Linked DNA regions of Sus scrofa: regions 2, 3 and 4 are each linked to region 1. The links are chromatin contacts, called in public Hi-C, HiChIP or PLAC-seq and promoter capture Hi-C maps. All regions are on one chromosome and are shown on one strand. The core of a region is the stretch at or near the end of the contact, and the rest is flanking DNA. Distances in the headings are between cores, read along the strand shown.

Region 1 (3,504 bases), core at 895-3,394:
GAGGTTTTTGTCAGTGAGTGTGTGTCTGGGCTGGAAGCTCCAGTGGCTACCTGGGTTCCTGAGGTAGAGTATTGTCTGGAATCACTCCATGCAAGGGACAGCTTTTTCCTAGAAATGGAAGAGGAAAGGCTGAAAAGCAAACTTCTAGAGAAAGCTGGAATTGACTTTTTTTTAAATAAAAAAGTGGGAAGAGAAAGAAAAAAGGACATTAATAATAGAAATAAATCTCAGAAGAGGAAGTTGATAAGTCATATATTTATAGAGATAGAAATATTAAAAGAAATGCACAACATAAGGTGGAGAATGTGCCTGACCTCTGTTGGAAGTCTTTAGTTTTCTTTTTTTATTATTAATTTTACACTGATGATCTTGAATGCTCCTCTACAGGTAATTTATCTGTAATGGGATGGGTGAGAAGATTCTCAGTGTAATAAATACTCAAGGTGGGAAAGAAGTGAGTCTGTAACCAATAGTGAAAATGTACTTTCTTGTAGGCTAAAGTCAGAACTAGCTGTGGTCATGCTGGGTGGCTACTGCTCCCCCCCTTAAAAAAAATAAACATACAAAATACAAAGACATGCACCTCTGGGAGTGTGGATGTGGCAACTCTTGTGGTGGCTTTTCCCTCCTCTGAGTGCAATTGCCAGTGAGTCTTGCATTCAAAGTCTTGCTTTAGGCACACATTTCAAAGCACAGTTCAAAGCAGTTTATCTTAATATAAGTAAAAGTCTAGTGTTGGATCAGGGTGTTATTTGTTTCAGATTTCATCAGACTGAAAACAGGGGGCTGTAACATATTAACAATATTAAAGCAGAAAATTTTGGCATGAGGCTGCTCTTCAGTCCTCTTGACACCTCCACCTTTACCTTTGCAAGAAAGCCCAAAGGCAGTGGGACTGAAAGTTTATTTGTGCTCTGAGGTTCTCAAGCACTTTCACTCTTAAAACAACAACAACAACAACAACAACAAAAAAACCTCACAGTTCTTTAAGAAACTGAGCCTGAACCACTGGAGGCTAAGAGATTTCTTCCTTTTCCTATAAATGCCTGTGCTCAGCATCCTCAAATTTGGCTGTCTTTATTTACTTCTATATTAGTTCCAATTATGTGCAGTGTAAACCAGCTTTTTGATTAACAAAACAGCAGAGCATTGGTTAAGAACACTTAAACTTCAAAAAAAATTCCCCTGGGAAGTGGGCTCTGAATTGGTTAATAATGTGCAGTACTTGCTAAATTGCTGACTTCCAGATGTGGAAAATATCTTTCTTGTTTAGGACCTATGTAACCTGATTGGATTACGACAGAAGCGTCACGTTGGAAGCTTTTGAGTGATTATTTAATTAACCATACAGTAGAAAGCTGTATTCTCCAGGAAATCCCTTCCATATTTACATAACCAATCCCTTCAGAGCAAAGGTGGAGTCTTTTCTTTTTAATTTTACTTTAATTGCAATATCAAAAAATGTATACTCCAAAACTTAGACCCCATGCCGTTTAATATCATGCTCATCCTTCCCTGCTAAGTTCCTCTATGGCCTTTCTCCTATTCCTCCTGCCTCCCTACACACACACACACACACACACACACACACACACACTCCCTCACTTTGTAGTGAGGTCTCCGTGAGATGTAGAGAGACTCAGAGATCGAGGCAACTCAGCCCGCTATGTTAATTCACTTAGAGACCCTTTTTAAAAATGCCAAACCACTTTTTAGTATTGGGATCCAATCCAGAAATTCATCACACACACACACCCCCAACACACACCCTAAAATGCAGTTCACATGCAACATTTTTTTTTTCTGGCTCTGGCATCTAAAAAGACAAAAAAATAAGAGAAAGGGCAAAAAATTTAGTTCCAGAAGCTGTGCTGAGAAATCCACACAACTTAATGTGCATCTCAAATCTGGTCATTAGAGATATCTGTATAAGAAGAAGCGATCTGGATTGAAGAACCGGGATCTTTCCCTTTAACTTTCGCCCCTTAAGAGTTCTCCAGTTCTGTGAATGGTGTGCACCGTTTTCCGCCCTGTACTCTGTAGGATTTAGTGATGAGGAGATGAGGATAATGATGCCAAAGGCTTTACGGGGGGGGGGGGGGCGTGGAGAAGGGAGGGAGGGAGGCGAGAGGGAGGGAGAGAGGAAGGGAGGGAGGTGGAATTTCATTTCTTCCACTAAAGCGTTTGCGGAGACTTCAAGGTATAATCTATCCCAGATCCTTTCCCAGAGAGAAACTTGGCGATCACGTTTTCACATGATGCTCACGCTCAGGGCGCTTCAATTATCCCTCCCCACAAAGATAGGTGGCGCGTGTTTCAGGGTCTCTCTCTCTCCTACAGAAAAGAAAAAGAAAAAAATGTCATTAGAAGAGGCGTAACACGTCAGTCCGTCCCCAGGTTTGTGTTTCCTGGAGTGGCCGAAAGAGATCAGTTCTAACCTGCTCCGCAGGAATAACGGTCCTGCCTCCCGACACTCTTGGCGAGGTTTTGTACAGTTTGCTCCGGGAGCTGTTTCTTCGCTTCCACCTTTTTCTTCCCCACACTTCGCGGCTTCTTCATGCTTTTTCTTCTCACCATTTCTGGCCAAAACTACAAACAAGACTTCGCAGGTAGGTTTTTTTCCCCCTTTTCTCTCTTTTTATTCCTTTTTGGCATGGTCATCCCCCACCCTCCTTTCATGATTTTCTCCTTTTAAGTGAGGATGGGAGTCTGAAGTGCGAAGGAGTGTCTGTGGGTAGGAATTTCAGGTGGGTTTAGCTCCTTTACGGCAAGCTTTTCCCAAGAGTGACTTCTTGGATTTCTCTCTCACTCCCTCTCTCTCTCCTTCCTTTTCTCTTTTTTCCTCCTCCAAATAATTTGCCCTGTACCTGTCCATTCAGGTAACCAAAGGTGCCTTTTGCTACCCAGCCTAGGAAAAGTTTTATTGAGAACTATGTGGTTGGAATAAAAACTCTTCAGGGGGAGAGGTTCTGCTCTATTGTCATGTCTAATTCCAATTCATTGTATTCAGCAATTAAAACTTGGCAAATACCTGTTAATAATTACAAAACTTGATGGATACAAACCTACCAAATTCGGGAGCAAGTCTTTCTCTTAGATATGGCAGTCCAACCTTTTCTACCGAAGAAGGCTGTTTTCTAAGCAGAAAGTTGCTTGTTTTTGTCTGCTTAGCGAGTTTCATTTCTTTATTTCATTCTTTGTGTGTGTGTGTATGTGAAGTAACACCTCACTTCTGTGATGATAAATAAAGAAGTGAAAGTCCTCATGGAACTTGAGTCGTTTACCAAAGTAGTGGGGGGGGGGGTCACTACAGTTGGGAAGAAAACTGTCAGGATATTAGAGTTTTAAATTAGGGATAACTTTTGAAATTGTATTTCAAATGGCAAAGTAATATAGACATGGATTTCACAGGAGACACATACATACAAATATTCCATGCCATACTTTGGCACTGAAAAGTCAAGAGAGATAGCAGGAGTTCCCAGGAACAGTGGTGAGCCCCGC
Region 2 (3,078 bases), core at 559-3,058, 920 kb after region 1:
AATAAAAAATTATTTAAAAACTACAAATCCAGTTTTGAATCCCAAGTCAATAAGTACTTGAAAATCTCTAACTGCCTTGTTGTTGTTGTTGTTATTATTATTATTATTATTATTATTATTATTACTCACATTTCTTGAAAACCTGAACGCATTCCAAATGCATTTTTTTTCCCTCAAATTTTGTAAACATTTGCTTTTAGGCTTAAAGATTCTGCCAACTTTCAGCCAAGATTATTTTTATGGTTGAACTATTAACTTCTGAATATCAGGGCTTATAATGGAAAAACTCCCAGACCCAGAATTCTCATCATATAAATGACACCACCAAAGCATAATTTAAACTGTTGCATCTTGACATGTTGAGGTGTTGCATTATTTAAATCCTCCATCTACAACCAGAGGCTAATTTCCTAGGGTATTAATTTTGGCTCTGTTTCCGTCCAACTGACTCCAAGGGAAAAGTATGCTAAGAACCTAAACTTTAGAAAGAGGGTGGGAGTGGGGGCGGAGGATGGAAATTAGACTCAGCCTTTATCTGGGGAGAGACATTATTTATTTGTATGCATTCTGGACTCAAAAGTGTGGGAATATCCGCTGACTGATTTGACCAGAGCCACATTGCTGGATATGTTAGATAGCCTTTCTGGTTATTGAACTGCGCATTCACTTCCACGTTAACTTCTGTTATAATTAAGCTCTCTTTTTTGATAATAAGACCGTTGTGTGTTGCTTAATGTAGATAAAGTCCATGAAATTTCACTAATAAGTAAAGTGAATTAATTAATAACCACATCTATACATAGAATTTGTGAACATTCAGTGTAATCTTGCCATGTGTGACAAGATTTAACTTAGAAGCATTTGCTAAAGCAAGAGTACATTTCTCTGAATCAGGGAACAGGTATCAGGTAACTACAGCAGAGATGGCAACTGGTTCAATAGTCTGTCTTCTCTTCATTATAGACCTTACAAGCATGCCCTTTTATCAACATTTGTTTTCTTAATTGCAAAACACAGCTTTTTTCTCTCTCCCCACCTTGTCATCTCTGATTTCTTTTGGTTGTCTTTTCCCAGTTTCTCTTTTATACTCTCCCTGGATGTTTCCTGTTTACTCTTTTTTTTTTTTTTTTTTTTTTTAATTTTATCTTCCCTTTCTAGCCCTGAATGTGGCTTTCTTACAGACACAGAGGCCCCAGCATGACTACCCCAAAGAGCCAATTCCAACTTGGACCCAGCACAACACTATTGCTGTCAGGAAGGTGGCTGTCATTGGGTTGCATTAAAACAAAACAAAACAAAACAAAATAAAACAGAAAATACCAAAAACACTAAATTGGACTTAATTTTAACCCAGAAGTAGAAACTAAGGAAAATTTGCTGCAAACTTTCATGGAACTTCTTTGAGGATCATCTCTATTGTAAACAATGTGGATGTCTAACTTTAGGCATAAAAAGCAAGCACTTAAAAAAAAAAAAAGGAACACATAGGTCCATGCCCTCAGAAACATTTTTGTTCAGTCCACAAATATTCTCTGGGGAAAAAGAAATAGTGCTTATCTTGAACTTTTGATTTTACTTTTTGAGCATGTAATTTTTTATCAGTTTGTTTTGTTTTTGTTACTTTTTTTTTCACTCACTGCTTATAAAACCGGCAAGCAGAAGTCTCCCTGGAACAAGATAGAATCATAAAAGTTTTCAAGAATCTCGTCACAAACTAAACAGTACAAATTGCACATTCTTCATGGAAGTATCAGCCTCTGGTGCGTGCCTGGATCCAACTATAATAGATTACCCCAAAGTGGGAAAGAATGAACAGTACAAAATTAGCAGAGCTGGGAGCAGATCTCGTCTAGAGAAGGCATTATGATCTGCCCTGCAGGGGCCTAGATCATCAGGCAATGGGAAAAGACGATGTAGTTTTATTTTTGCAAGTGAACACTTAGTAATATCTCAAGAGGCAAACGGTTGCACTGAATATCAGCCTAATGGCTATACTACAATCATGTCTATTCTTTTTATAATAAATACATACATGTGTATGCCTTACTTAATACGCATATTAAGTAAAACACGTACTATATGTAGTAGTAAATATCCATGTATTTATGTACAGTCCTTGTTCTGAATTTTTATGACTCAGATAAGCATATTCCTGTGTAGGTGTATAACCATACCTTCCTATGCTATTAACAAATACATCCAAATAAATAGTCACATAATTAGAGAAACTATAATCTTATTGGATTCTTACTGTGACTTTTTCTCAAACATCATGTAACAGAAGAGGAATTACCAAAAAGAAACAGCTAAGGTATAATAATAATTTTAGCCATTCTTTTTCCAAGTTGCTATAATCTACCCAAAGATAACTAATTGTTCAAAGTAAACATTCCACTCCGACCACAAAAGGAATCCATTACACAAACATATAATTCACAGTCATTTTTAGTGGGTTGTAAACAGTTTGGAATGAGCATAAAATGGGACAAAAATCAAAGTGAGCATTTTGAAATGAAAAAGTGTTTGCTACAAAAGGTCAGTCCCTTTGCTTGGCAAACTATGTAGAAAAGCCTGGGAAAATGCTGATCACACAAGCAATGAGGGAATTTTAAAGCCAACAGCCTCCTTGTTTCTTTAAACAGACATCGGAACCTATAACTGGATCCTGTCAAACAAACGACAGCAAAAAAATATAACAGCTGCTAAGAAGTCAAGTAGAGAGATAAAGTTTTCGAGGCTAAGGACCTTCTCAGAAGGAGACTAAAGGTCTTTCTTAAATCTTTAAGCAAGGTTATGGATCCCAGGGTGGCTTTTAGGCACCGAGTCAAATATGTAATTTTGTGTATCATTCTTGTCATAGTATTTTGTGTTCCAGAAAAAAGAAAGAGAGGACAAAATTGTTGGTTAGCATCTGCTGAGGCATTCTGCAAAGTAGCTTATAGCTGGAATCATCAAATGTGGAAGACCTGGTATTACTTATTTTTAATTGTGGTAAAAAAAAAAAAAACCTAATATAAAATTTATCATTTTAACCATTTTTAAGTGTACACCTAGTGATATTAAGTGCATTCATATTAT
Region 3 (3,390 bases), core at 212-2,711, 960 kb after region 1:
TATCCATTAAAGACTTTCTGAACTGTGACAATGGATATTGACAGTGCTTGTCAGACTAAACCACTATTGATTGGCTCACATCATGTGTATAGCAAAACCAATTTCTTTCAAGTGCTTCTTCCTAACTGAAATACATTATTGCAGCCTTCCTCTCTGTTTATTATAACACCAAAGCTCATCACATGTAACACATCCAGCAAAAAAAGGTTTCACAATGAACAAAGCAGCAAACGGCAGCACAGACAGAAATAAAGGCACTTAGCAATCCAAATACTCTTGTGCTGTAAGTTGCTATCCCTTTGGAAAATATCGATCTCTTGCAGAGTCTTGTTTTTATTTTACAATCCTCTTGAATATGGAAAGATCATGGACTAACAGAGCTTTGCTATTGTTTAATGATCCTGTGACTCTCACGGTTCCTACCCCTGAATGAAACTATTTTAAGTATTGTGTGTATGTTAAAGTTGTGGGAAAGAAAGTGTTTATGCTGGGTCATTGCTCCCCTGTCCACAAACATATGCAGCCCTACACACACACACACACACACACACACACACACACACACACTAGGGATGTGACTTTTCCCAAGCCTTAGAACATTTTTCTCCAGTGAGTGACTCAGGCCAACTTTGACCATATGCTACATATTGTACAGTTTTATTACTAATTTGAATTTGCATTGTGCCTTTCTTCCCAAGAGGGCAAATTCCTTACTGAAACAATACTCTTACATAACAAAGAGCAATTTTCATAATACCCTCATGAGTGGGAAGAATTTCAGATTTATTTTTTTTATTTGAAAATATTATTAAACAAAATTTAAAAGCATACCTTTCACAAATACTGACTGATCATATCTCATGCTTCCTACAGTGAGCATTCCAAGGCCTAAAGAACCTCCGGTCCTAGTTCTGACCCTCTAAAAAGCTCACAGTTTACTGTATGCCAATGCCTGGGAAAAGCAGGGTATTCCTAGGTTTTTGGGATAATTCCCAGGATATTTCTAACACTGACAAGCCTCTAAACAAATGATTCTTAGAACTCCTATGAGTTACTCTGATGATAAAACTGGGAAGACTTTGGTTAAGTTTACAAGTACTCTAATTAAATATGGTGTGGTGCTGCCAGCTTCTCTCCATTCTAAGCATGCCTAGAAATTTAAAGAAAAAAAATTGCTTAGGAGGCTAGCAAATGCTACACAAGCAAAATGTATCATCACTCAAAGCCCCTCCTTATGTGACAGTTTCCAAGTTTACTTGAACATTCAAGACTAGGATTCCCCCCAAGATAAGGATTCCATTGAGTCTTGCCTCCTGCTCCTCCACGCTATGGCCCAGGAAGACGGCACGCTCAGCGTCCTGGACCATGTTCTTCCTCTGGCTTTGCCCTGCGGCCATGGCTTTCTCACCCCCACATTCTCTAGCTCTGAGACAGGCTCCTGGCCTGGGGCCTGTTCTCTTGGCACTCTCCCCAGCGGTCACTCTGTCCTGAAGAACGGTTGGTTGTCAGAGTGGCAGCCTCCCATGCCTTCTTGAGGACATCGGAAATCAGGAATTGTCAGGCCAGAGTCAGTTAGTCTCTCACAAAGTAGTTTTACTGGGACAGAACCCTCTATTAGAGGCATCATTTTGACATAAGCTTCAAGCTATTTGCTCCAAAATGTGCTTGCAAGCCACTGAGACCCTCCCCCACAGGAAGGGAATTAGAAAATGCAAAGGGTGGGCTGAGCAGAACTGAGGACACAGTATGTAGTCCACGGCTAAGTGATCTGGGATAGTGGAGCGGTTTGTCCTCACAAATGCTGACAGACAGCTGCAATTTGCAGCTGGCAGTGAGCTTATGCTTGCTAAACAAAGATCTAGCTGGAGCCGGTGAATTCTTGGCTCCACTGCAATAATCATAATTCATAACATACATTTCTAAAGAAGGGGAAAAAAACTAGGAAAAGACCCAGAAAGACCCATATGATTGTGACATTTGATGTGGTCATAATATAGGCTGTTTTATTTGTTCTCTACTTTAAATCTATCAGGCGTCCTTTATGGAGACGATGGTTGCCAAATCTGTGACAAATTAAATGGATTTCTGCTTTCCAGTCACACCTTCAGATTAACTCTTCCCTCCATTAAAAAAGAGTGATGGGAAATTTACTTTCTGCCAAAATCCAATTATTATCCCAAATATTTTATTTCTTTTCCTATATGAGTTAATTGTAATCAAATTGCCAAGCTTTCCCTTTTTTTTGACCACCAGATAACCCCATTCTTGGGCATAGTTTATGTTGGAGTCACAGACTGGAGTGAATTTTAGGACATATAAGAATAAACGTTCCTTACTTTTGAGATGAGAGAAAAGACACCCAAATTGCTTAAGTCACTTGCCTAAGAGTAAGGAGCAGGGTAAAGGTTCTATTCAAACATCTCAACCATCATTTCTAGGATTTTGTCAGCACATCTTTATGTCTCTTTAATCCCAGATTTAACTTTATTGGAAAAACTGTCCTAAATCCAGAAGAATGTTCTAGAGGAGCCAGGTCTGTGGCTCTAGGCGCCCACTACTGGCCTAATTCTTCCAGTGATTAGGAATTTTAGATCTGACTCTAAATGCCATCATTGCCCTCAATTGATTTTGTTTTATTCTACATATTTAGAAAAAGAGTTTTGAATATAATATGGAAATATATTTAAATTTATATGCATAATTATGCATAATAATATGAAAAATACATGCCCCAAGGGGGGAATTACAGTAGCCTTCCTTCTGACATGTAGCAATGCTCTGTTTTGCTATTATCCTTTTCTTTAACTTTTGGTAACCTGAAATCTGTAATAGATTATTATTATTTGGGGTTTTGAGCCTTCTCTTTCCCTAGGGGGAGAAGATCCTGTGGCCAATTGCCAGGACACTCCTCCAGACACAGATGTCACAGAGGAGAGTACACTGTTTGCTATCCTCGCCATGTGTTTCAGCCTAAGCTAGGGGGGAATAGAGAAGATTGAGCTAGGGATGGGAACATGCATTTCGCCAAGTTCCAGCTCCTCTGAAATTCGAACTTTTGGATTATTGAATAGGCTGAGTTCTTGATTTTCTTTAAGCTTATTTACTTTCAGCAAAACAGAACTTCTGGTCTTGGGAAAAAAAATGTCTTTGGGTTTTAAAGGTCTCTGAAAGCTTCTTGAGACATTAAGTACCTCTTACATAAAAAATAACACAGTGATGATTTAAGACCAGAGAAACTGGAAGTGAGCAGATTAAATGACCTTTAAAATACACATAGGTTTAAAATCGAAAGGAAAATGCACTTAGCAAAAAAGCATTTGGGATTTACTTCTAAAATATGGTTGGAAACATTAAGCAAACTCAAAATGAGGCGAAGTGCATACATCCTCA
Region 4 (3,216 bases), core at 600-3,099, 550 kb before region 1:
TGTTCAAATGTCACCTTCATAGTAATGCCATCTCTGGGCTTTCCGTTTAAAATTGCACTCCTCCTTTGTCTACCCACATCTCTACCCTTTTTGCTTCACTTTTTTCCCCTAGCACCATACTGCCTTCTAATATCACTTGATTTACTTATCCATCATATTTATAATTTGTCTTTGTTCACTAGAATATGCAGCCCCTGGGGGATAAGGCTTTTTGTTGGCTTTAAGAGTACCTGGCGTGCAATAGGTGCTCAGAACATGGCAACCTTGCAAGCAGTCCAGGAGAATTTGATTAAGGTTCTGAAATGTTTAGTTCAGCTGGCTGCTTCCTAGAATGGGAAAAAGCCTTACTACCTATTTAATCTTTGAACCAATTAGCTCTGCAGAAAGAAAATCTATTGTACAGCCAAAGACAACACCCTAGTGCTATTCCTCCACCTAAACATTGTATATCAGGAGTTACAACAATAAGAAAATATGGATGACCCTGCCTTACAGTCAGATCTGAAGAGAAGAGGCCCCTCATAGCATGAACCTACCAATAGGATCTATCAGTAAAAGTATTTTTATATATCACACATTTATTTTGTTGCTATAGTGCATTTGTCCAGAAAGTTATAATTATTATAAGTATATTTTAAAGCCAAATAGAACCACAAATGTTTACATTTTGTTAAATACATTAACAGTGACCCTCTTGCCAAAACAAGGCATTTTATTTTACAAATATTATTAGTAAATATGTGTTTTTCTGGTTTTAAAAATATGTACTTTATTGTAAAAAACAACATTCTAAAGAAATATAGTTCTGTACAATTTGGTAGGTTTGGGAATTTTTTAAAAATGTAGCCATAATATTCTTGTCATTAGCAGTCAAGTAATCTTGATTTTTTTCAAAAAAGCAATTAGCCTTTAAGAAAAATAAAAGCTAATTAAAAATGACAACTTAGTCATCTAAGCAAACAACAGCTCGGAACCAGTCTGTACTACCTACTATAAACTGATAATGTGGTAAAACTATGGTTTAAAATGACCTCTTTTCAATTACATTTTTTTTTTAAATTCCTCACAGCTGCAGAGAACTCACATGCTCTTTCCTGCCATGCTCGCTTGATTTATTCTCTGGAGTTGGTTAAACTTTTATGTATGTAAAGCTACATCCATACAAACCTTTATTTAAAAACTCATTAGTGCTTAAGTTAATGAATCTTCAGTTGTCCATGCTTTGAAACCTTGAAGATTCAAAAACCTCAAAAATAAAACAAAGGCATAGTTAAGAAGAATGTAAGATCAGGCTAGCAGCAAGCATTATGTCCTATGAAGCATTAATTTAATAACGAGACAGATATAAAATCTATAGTGAACCAGCATAAAGGATAGGAACAAAGAGAGATTTTTAAAAAATCATCCCATTGAGTTTCTGCATGTAAAATTGAAGAAGTTCTATAAGACATTCAAATACTCTTTAGAAGTCAAACAGGAAAGAGCAGCTTGAAATTGAATGTGTCTTCCTAATCCCCTCCTATTTACTCATTCTGAGTCTTATATTTTCTCTTCCTCTTCTCTTCTGTTCTATTCTTTGCTCCTGTGCATTTTACAGCTAACTCTACAGGTTTATTTTTCTGTACTTTTCTTCACTTTCTTCATTGGTCATACTGCACAAAATGAAGTTGCAGATGCAGTTAGAGTAGCAGAAAAAGGGCACAGTCTCAAAATCTGCTTGGTTTCATTTAGATAAGGCTAGACCCTTAGGGAAAGTAAAGAGCAAGGGCTGAAGCATGGTGTACTACATTGTGTCTTAGAGCCAAGTCCGTGAGCTTGCGCCCCTGTCACATCTGCCTTCCATGGCAGGGCTTGCTACTGGGGAGTTAAGGCCCTGAACAGAACTACTGATATGTCAGGAAGTGCTGGATGACTGTATTTTGCTGAATGATGAAGTAGCAACTGCTGGAAATAATAATAGGCCTTAAAATAGCAAAAATTCCTGAATGACTATATCAGGGAGTGACCAATTTCTATCATGTGTTGATGTCAATTTAGAGCATGGATGTTCCCTAGAGAAAAAAAGAAATGAGATTCCAGACCTGCTTTTTTTGTGTGTGCAAGAGATGGCAACTACATAAAAACCCCTTCCAGGCTCGGCTATAGAGCATACTGGAAATGTCAAGAGGCCAAATGACAGGAAATGCATTCTGTATAATCATGCTGCTCTTGTGTTTAATGTGGGAATAAGAAAATCCTCAAGAGCATGGCATTCCTGGATGGATTTGAAACCACAAAATGCCACAACTGCAGAGTTAAGGAACAACGTCTATAGACTAAAGCCCAAAAAGAAGTTACAGAAATCTCCTAAATGGAAAAGTGCATGCCATGTTAGTACATTTAAGTTAAAATTGAACGTTATTTTACTAGGAATCCAGGATCATTAACATCTGAATATTGCCTGGCCACCAGCCACAATCTCTCCATTCTTCACCCCATCTTCACTCCATGTGAAGTCATGGGAGAGGAGATATACTTGCAGTGGCTATGGATAAACCAATAAATTACCTTCAATCATCTGTTGCAGCAGGAAAAAGCTTGCAAACCTTGGCTAGAGTGGAAAACTCTTATTTTCTAAGTTATAGACAGACTTATGCCGCCCCAGGCTAAGTGGACAGCCAACACAGTTTACCCATATCCTATGGACCTAAAATTATGAATTGGTGACTACAAGCTAGAACAGACTCATAAGTGTATTGGCCTTCAATGTATTCTTGAAAATATGGATTCATTTGCAAACATTTAAAAACCAGAAGATTTTATATTTTAAAAAGCATACTGCTATTTTTATGGGGAAGAAAAAAAAAGATCTGGACCACAGGAAATATAGGCCAACTTGGGACATTTTTCCAGAGCTAAAACATGACTGCTCTGTTCATGAGGCAACATGTCCAGCATCTGCCACTCACTGTGGTGTCTCTTATACCAGATCTACTTTGTTCATTTTCATCACCTACCTGGCTTTGGATTTGAGACATTTGACCTAAATTCTATAGCTGAGCTTTGGCCTTCTCCATCTAAGAACCTCAATGGTAAGGAAGAAGGAGTTTAGAGAAAAGTACTTTGAGGGAGAGAGGGGGAAAAGTAAGAGTTTCTTCCTCAATAAAAACAATGTGATCGGAGTTCCCATCGTGGCTCAGCGGAAATGAATCTGACAAGTATCCATGAGGACGCAGG

What was found. Promoter capture Hi-C pulls out the DNA fragments that hold promoters and counts their contacts. Hi-C and Micro-C count contacts between places; a contact is called where the count stands out from the background. HiChIP or PLAC-seq counts read pairs in DNA pulled down with a chosen protein or histone mark.
Region 2: a Hi-C map of fetal skeletal muscle shows a contact between it and region 1, with 2.4 times the contacts expected there. The contact joins the enhancer-like site here to the promoter of ZEB2 in region 1. A contact is called at or near these places in 3 of 5 promoter capture datasets (fetal liver, fetal skeletal muscle and liver), 5 of 47 Hi-C or Micro-C datasets (alveolar macrophages, embryonic fibroblasts, fetal skeletal muscle and 2 more) and 1 of 2 datasets of contacts at active chromatin or transcription factors (skeletal muscle).
Region 3: an H3K27ac HiChIP or PLAC-seq map of skeletal muscle shows a contact between it and region 1, with 9 times the contacts expected there. The contact joins the enhancer-like site here to the promoter of ZEB2 in region 1. A contact is called at or near these places in 2 of 5 promoter capture datasets (fetal skeletal muscle and liver), 4 of 47 Hi-C or Micro-C datasets (embryonic fibroblasts, fetal skeletal muscle, heart right ventricle and 1 more) and 1 of 2 datasets of contacts at active chromatin or transcription factors (skeletal muscle).
Region 4: a promoter capture Hi-C map of fetal skeletal muscle shows a contact between it and region 1, with 2.7 times the contacts expected there. The contact joins the enhancer-like site here to the promoter of ZEB2 in region 1. A contact is called at or near these places in 1 of 5 promoter capture datasets (fetal skeletal muscle), 3 of 47 Hi-C or Micro-C datasets (embryonic fibroblasts, fibroblasts and retroperitoneal adipose tissue) and 2 of 2 datasets of contacts at active chromatin or transcription factors (alveolar macrophages and skeletal muscle).

The regions. Positions count from the first base shown.
Region 1 is chr15:7,496,735-7,500,238 of Sscrofa11.1, forward strand. It overlaps ZEB2 (zinc finger E-box-binding homeobox 2), which reads left to right and starts at 2,145. Exons shown (of 10, transcript XM_021076506.1): 1 at 2,145-2,609. It overlaps LOC110257199, which reads right to left. Exons shown (of 2, transcript XR_002339482.1): 2 at 2,496-2,589. LOC110257200 (a long non-coding RNA gene) reads left to right here. Exons shown (of 2, transcript XR_002339483.1): 2 at 1-192.
Region 2 is chr15:8,412,308-8,415,385 of Sscrofa11.1, forward strand. The region is part of intron 9 of ARHGAP15 (rho GTPase-activating protein 15); the gene reads right to left. Among named protein-coding and RNA genes, the nearest start is that of ARHGAP15, 400 kb to the right of the region's middle. Within about 2 kb of position 1,809, at least 11 of the 83 cell types and tissues checked have an H3K27ac peak or open chromatin away from gene starts, as enhancers often do. A contact at or near this core is called in fetal skeletal muscle, where this site is marked.
Region 3 is chr15:8,461,075-8,464,464 of Sscrofa11.1, forward strand. The region is part of intron 8 of ARHGAP15 (rho GTPase-activating protein 15); the gene reads right to left. Among named protein-coding and RNA genes, the nearest start is that of ARHGAP15, 350 kb to the right of the region's middle. Within about 2 kb of position 1,462, at least 21 of the 83 cell types and tissues checked have an H3K27ac peak or open chromatin away from gene starts, as enhancers often do. A contact at or near this core is called in fetal skeletal muscle and skeletal muscle, where this site is marked.
Region 4 is chr15:6,951,447-6,954,662 of Sscrofa11.1, forward strand. No RefSeq gene overlaps it. Among named protein-coding and RNA genes, the nearest start is that of ZEB2, 550 kb to the right of the region's middle. Within about 2 kb of position 1,850, at least 5 of the 83 cell types and tissues checked have an H3K27ac peak or open chromatin away from gene starts, as enhancers often do. A contact at or near this core is called in fetal skeletal muscle, where this site is marked.